2 separate regions of the Mus musculus genome follow, and region 1 is linked to region 2. A link is a contact called in public Hi-C data. All regions are on one chromosome and are shown on one strand. Each heading gives the region's core, a stretch centred on a gene start, on an enhancer-like site or on the middle of the called end of the contact. The rest is flanking DNA. Distances are from core to core; before and after follow the strand shown.

Region 1 (3,032 bases), core at 385-2,884, 680 kb before region 2:
ATGTGAACATGAGATATTATTTGTGTCAAGTTGACAAGGGGTGGATTGTAGTGGCTATTCCTGGTTGTCAACTTGACAATATTTGGAATGAACTACAATCCGGAATTGGAAGGCTCACCAGTGACCCTTATCTGGAGGCTTGGAGATCCTTATCTGGATCTTGGTTTGAAGATCTTGAGCCATAGTGGCTATGGATTCCAGAAGATTGAATCTCCGAGTTAAGGAACACACCTTTAATCTGGGCTATGCCTTTCATCTGGGATTAAAGGTGTGGTGGAACACACCTTTAATCTGGGCTACACCTTTTGCTGGAGACAATATAAGGACATTGGAAGAAGGGAGTCTAGCTCTTGCTCTTGCTCCTTTGCCTGCTTGCTGCGTGAGACTGAGTAACTGCTAGATCCTTGGACTTCCATTCACAGCTGCGACTGAACAATTGTTGGGAATTGAGCTGCCGACTGTAAGTCATCAATAAATTCCTTTATTATCTAGAGACTATCCATACGTTCTGTGACTCTAGAGAACCCTGACTAATACAGGTAAGATATCTTTTTTCAGAGCAGTCTTGCTTTATTTGATTTGTGTGTGCCTGTGTGGGGATGGGTGCGTGTGAGTTCAGGTGGTTTTGGATGCTAAAAGCGGGAACCTTCTGGGGCTGGCGTTACAGGAGGCTTTGAACTGCCTGACACTGGCGCTGAGCTCTGGCCCTCTGCAGAACCGGCATGTGCTCTTAACCGCTGAGCATCTCTCTAGCCTAGGATCATTTAAAATTTTATATCCCCCTCATACATGCACATAATGTACCTTAATCATATGCAATCCTAATATCTCTTCTCACCTCCTCTCTAGAACTTTACCTTCATGCCCCCTGCCCCCTTTAAAATAACCGCCTGAGTCTAGTTATCCACTAGGTCAGACATAGCAAACCTACCAGAGCCCACGCCCCTAAGGAAAAATGACTTTCCCTCCTCCAGAAGCCGTCAATTGTTCCTCAGTTAGTGGTGGGACTTAGTGAGCTCTCTCCCAGCCGTGAGGGAATGCTGACTGGTCCGGCCGTGTGCAGGGCTTGTGCAGGTAACCATCACTGCACTACTGTGAGTTCCTGAGGGCAGTGGTCCCACCATTTCCTGACGTCAGCATTCCACAGCACTTGTTCTTACTCTCCATCCCTTACATTATTTTTGTTCCCTTTGTAACTGGTCTCCACACATTTGTCGTACGCTGATGCACGCACATAATGTGGGAGAATGAATGTCAGGGGCCGAGGACTGGCTCGGGTTCATAAGGTGCTTGCTGGAAGCCCTGCTTTCCATTCTCAGTACTGCGTAAAATGGATAAACACGCACACTTGTAATCTCAGCCCTTGTAAAGTGGAGACATTAGGATGAGGGCTTCGAAGCTATCCTTGGTACATTGTGAGTTTAAGGCCAGTATGGAGCTACATAAGACTCTGAGGTGTATGTGTGTTGGGTTGGAAAAAGAATCCAAATAATGTTGTTTCCTAGAGTTAAAACTTGAAGCAGGCACAAATGCTCAGAACCTTCTGCTATCCTTCTGCTTCCTATCCCAACACAGCCCGTGTTTCTCTCCAGTCTCAAGCAGGCTTTGTCCCTGACTTCCAGCCTCCCTGGCTTTCCCCCCTCATCCTCAGAGGGAGGGCCTCACAAACCCTCTGCTTATTGGCTCTGGATCCGTGATTGATGAGGGGGTGCTCAAGTTGCTTGGACTCCGGGGGTGGGGGGGGGGGGGGGAGAGGCTTGTGACTGGCAGGGTGTGGATTGGCTCCCTCTGTGGCTCTTCCACCTTCAAAGCCAGGGGAGATGCTGTTTCCCTGGGGCAGTCCGTCTGCAGCTCCTGGGCCTACACTGCTGTTGCTGCCTGTGTCACCAGGATCCAGCTGGCTGTGCGCTTAGGACGCAGCTGTTCATGAGTCGGTTGATTCTTTTCCGTGGGGCTGACGGTCAGCCATTTATGGAGTTTCTAAAAGGTCCTTGGAGATAGCTGCTGGGCACAGCATGACTGTTTTGAGTGGACTGTAGGGAGCCATCAGTGCTCTCCAGCCAAACGCTCTTAAAGTAGAGTCAAGTTGGGTCATTGGAACACGGGTTCTGAGTGGCCCGGGCAAGCATCTCTGCCTTGCTTCCCTATTCGCACATTGATGCTTGTTGAAAGGCTCTTTCTTTGTCAGTCCCAATTTCATCTTCAAAGCTCTGGAAATTTCAGGTGCCTGGTATTTGACTTTGGTTTCTTGAAATCATTTTTGTATTTTTAAAAACTTAAAAAATATAACCGTATGAAGTTCTATTTTTAACTAGATTAACACAACTTCGACGAACCACCCATTTGCTGTGGAGTTCACTTACAGGAATATGAGATTTCTTATCTCACATAATCCAACCTGTGCAACCAGAACAGAGTTAGAGGGACTTAGAAGAACTACAGAATTACCATGATAGTACACACATAAGTGTGTGAAGCAACTTGAGACACGGCTCTTGTTGAGAAAGAAGGTATCCAAGTTCTAGGCTGGCCTTTTGATGATGGCTCATCACCGTCCAAGCAGATCGTGGACGACAGGTTAAGTCTTGAAAACATGAAATTTCGTGAGGAGCTTGGCTGTTGTATGGCTGTACCTTGTGCTGCAGGTCTTGGGAGAACTCCAGTGCTTGCTGCAGTAAAAAATGAAGAGGAGCTATGGCTTATAAGACAAAAGTGGGTCAGAGATTTCTCCAGCAGGCAACTTCTGTATTTGGAGAAACAGTGTTCTAAAACGTTGCTGCTTTTTAGAGTCTCCAATGGAAAAATAGCGTTCAATACAAGATGGCTGCTTGATGCTGTTTCCTTGGGAGTGGAGCTTGAGATATGACCAAGTTCATTGCACATTTTAGTCAATAATATAGGCTTAATGAATGAAACTGATAGTGTTTCCATGGGAATATTAAAGCTACAAGCTTGACAGCAGTGCAACCTCTGTCATGGTTATTACTATGCATGCAAGATATGTAAGAAATTTAGTGAGATTGGCTGCCAAG
Region 2 (3,171 bases), core at 411-2,910:
GAGGGAGATGCTGTGAGTCATCCTGCTCCCCATAGGAAGGGGCCTTTCTCCTAGAGGTGAAAGTCATTCCTATTTCCACATGGCCTGTGCCACTTTCTTTCTGTGTCCTCCCCACCATGCTGTAGCCATCTTAAACCTCCACTGTTGCTGACACCCAGTTACCTCTTGTTCCAGGGTATCTGTACCCCTACCTCTTCTGTGTCTAGTTTTGCATTATGTTGTCCCTTGACCTTGATATAGAAGCCAAGGCTGGGTGTCCCTCCATCGTGCCTTGCTAGCATCATATTTTGTATATTACAGTTCCTTCTGTACTATGGTACTGGTACTTATGTGTGTGACTACTTCTCTGGATAGTGACACTAATGCAGGGCAGTGATGCTGGTTGTTCCCAGCACTTGAGGACTTGCATGGTGAAAAGTAATTGTCAGTATTTAAGGGTTTGAATGAATGCATAAATGATGAAGCAATGCCAGCAATGTCCCAACATGCAAACGTTATGGTCTCATGTCCTTTGCTGGATTGCAGTTTCTGGTAAAGTGATAAACATGCCTGCCAGCAGTGGCCCCACCTTTTAGACCTGATATAGTCATATTACAATGGCAGTTTATTTCATTTTAAAAACACCTCTGCATAAGAAGAGGCTGGAGCCCTCTGTTTCTGACTCACATGCTTATGTTCATGTGCTCAGCAGAATGAATAAATTAAAAGAGCCTGTGTGCTGGTTGAGTGCTAGGAGCTATTGATAGGTATTCAGGTTGCTGATTCAAAACGAAATTGTTTCAAAACCTGAAAGCCAAAATAGACAAACCCCAGAGTTTCTGCTATAGAAATGAATCCAAGGTACTTGGTGCCTATTTGGAATATAATTGCTTCACAACTGGTAGATTTTTTCATTTTTAAATAGATTAAATTTTTCTTTCAATATATTTTTACTAAGCGTTCTATCTGCTGTGCAATATTGTTGTCAGTTCAGTGTAATGAGAATGCTTGGAACTGTCTGAAGGACTAAGGGATTAGTAAGGAATCTTAAACTGTACACAGTTTATGCGCAACTGTAAATACCTAATGTGCTATAGAAAAGCCTGTTACCAGAAAGATCTTTTATCTAATCACCCTGCTTGAAATTAGTGTGAGAAACATGGACTAATGGTATCATGTTCTGTAGAAAAGAGGAATTTTGTTTTGAATTTCTTGAGATATTCTAAATAAACCTAATTGATTCTCAGCAGTTACATGTTTGGCATTAATAGTAGACAGGTGCTGCTGTTTGCAGGCGTGTGTGGTGCCTCCATAGGAGAGCACACATCCCCTCTCCTGCGTCCACCGTACCTGGCCTTGGGATGTGCTTTGGCTGAGTAATTTAAGTGGAAGTGACTTATGCTTAATTAGAAGCAGGAGTCCAGTTTTCGACATTTTCTTTCTTTCTCCGCTTGACAACTCACATTCATTCCAGATGGACATCTTTCTATCACATTAAGACAAAATAAAGATGGCCACTAGTCTACCAATAGCCAGCCCTTGATACACATGTGGCATGAGCATAGAATAAACTTGTTAGAAACCATTGAGATTTTGTTTCTGAAACTTAACCCAGCCCCCTAGTTCCCAGGCGTTAGCATGAATCTGCAGAACCACATGGAGGATTTCTTGTAACACATGTTGCAATACATCCTTTGGCTCCACTGTTGGAGTCTCCAAATGCTGTGGATCTAGAGAAAGAGTCCACGCCTGCAGTAAGTCAGTGGTAGCTTCCAAGGCTTTACATTTCTCACATGGAAAGAAGCTGTTTTGGAGGGGAGGCAGTGCAGAAAGGCAGCCTCAAGTCTTGACCAAAGCATGCTTTCAGGCAAATCATGGTTTGAAAGTGTGGAGCTGAGCGCCTGTTCCTTTAAGCATGCCCTTTGTAGCATGTAAAGTTTGTGTAGCACCAGCTGAATGACTGCCACTGTCTTGCTTTGCATCTGTGGTTATCTTTGGAAACTTACAGATGCTTATCTCTCTATGGTATTTCTTCTTCACAGTCAGAACTCAAGCTAGAGAGCGAGCCATTCAAGGTGGACTTCCTGTTGTCTTCTGATAGATGGAACTAAACTCTTTGGGGAGAGTTCTCTTCTTTGGCATACATTTCTCAATAATGAGAGACTAATGTTAATATTTTCAGGTAGCTGATCACTTTACTCACTGTGAAAACTCATTTGCTATATTAATGACATAGATACCAATATATTTGAAATACATTATTATGATCTATTTAAAATATTTTGTTCCATCTTTTTCCCAATAATTATGGGAGGAGAAAAAATTCATAATATTTACCAGTCTTGAGGTCCTTTAAAATAATAATGGTTATAATTAATTGCATTTACTATAAAAAGTTTTATTTCTAGCAATGCTATGAATTTGAGGCACTTGCTAAATTTTTCTTGAACTTGTGTGAAAAGTAATTTCAGTCTTATTCCTAGTACTTTTAATGTGCCAAGTGTGAGCAGGCATTCCTGGTGAGGAGCCTGCAGCCAGACCCTTCAGCCTGGGTCCTGGAAGTCGCCTTCTACTCCTTTTTGTCTTCAGGCTTGACCACCACAGCTCTACAGAAATGTATCCTATTGACATTTCTCTTTGGGTGATTCTTGGCTTTTAAGCTATTGCAGAAAGCTTGGAACACTACTTTTCCTAGTGCTTGGATTTTAAGCAAAACCCATCCAAGCTTTTCCAAGTTTAAGGAGAAATCTGATTCTGTTGGAGTTGTTGCTGTGCGTTTAAGCCCAACTGTTTCTGATTTGTATGTGGGACACAGCAGAAGGCAGTGCACAGTAATCATTTGGAGGTTCACACTCGGTTCCCTGCACATGCTGCCTGCCTCAGCGGCATTCTTTGGGTTCCTGGGGACCAACCCAATCCCCAGGGCTCCAGGCATGAAATGAGCGTTCAAAAAAATATTTATCAGAGTAAAAAGCAGTATTGTTGATTCACTTGAAAGTGCACGAAGAGGATTTATTGAGATTATTCGGAGTTAGGATTGCTCATGGAGAAACAAAACAAACTTTCCCAATTTAATTGTTGTTCTTCTAGCTCTGGACTGCTGTGTATGGTATAACTTACAATAAGAACACATGGTTTGTTCTATTTGTTATGTTAAGTGGTATATGGAGGCTGAAACAAAGCTCCACTGGT

Evidence for each region. Hi-C and Micro-C count contacts between places; a contact is called where the count stands out from the background.
Region 1: a Hi-C map of cranial neural crest shows a contact between it and region 2, with 2.7 times the contacts expected there. The contact joins two enhancer-like sites. A contact is called at or near these places in 12 of 484 Hi-C or Micro-C datasets (the MNK3 cell line, adipose-derived mesenchymal stem cells, cerebral cortex and 7 more), 2 of 115 datasets of contacts at active chromatin or transcription factors (astrocytes and fibro-adipogenic progenitors) and 1 of 9 other capture datasets (embryonic stem cells).

What each region holds. Positions count from the first base shown.
Region 1 is chr7:89,855,388-89,858,419 of GRCm38.p6, reverse strand. No RefSeq gene overlaps it. Among named protein-coding and RNA genes, the nearest start is that of Ccdc81, 47 kb to the left of the region's middle. Within about 2 kb of position 1,634, at least 46 of the 459 cell types and tissues checked have an H3K27ac peak or open chromatin away from gene starts, as enhancers often do.
Region 2 is chr7:89,170,765-89,173,935 of GRCm38.p6, reverse strand. The region is part of intron 6 of Tmem135 (transmembrane protein 135); the gene reads left to right. Among named protein-coding and RNA genes, the nearest start is that of Tmem135, 170 kb to the left of the region's middle. Within about 2 kb of position 1,660, at least 17 of the 459 cell types and tissues checked have an H3K27ac peak or open chromatin away from gene starts, as enhancers often do.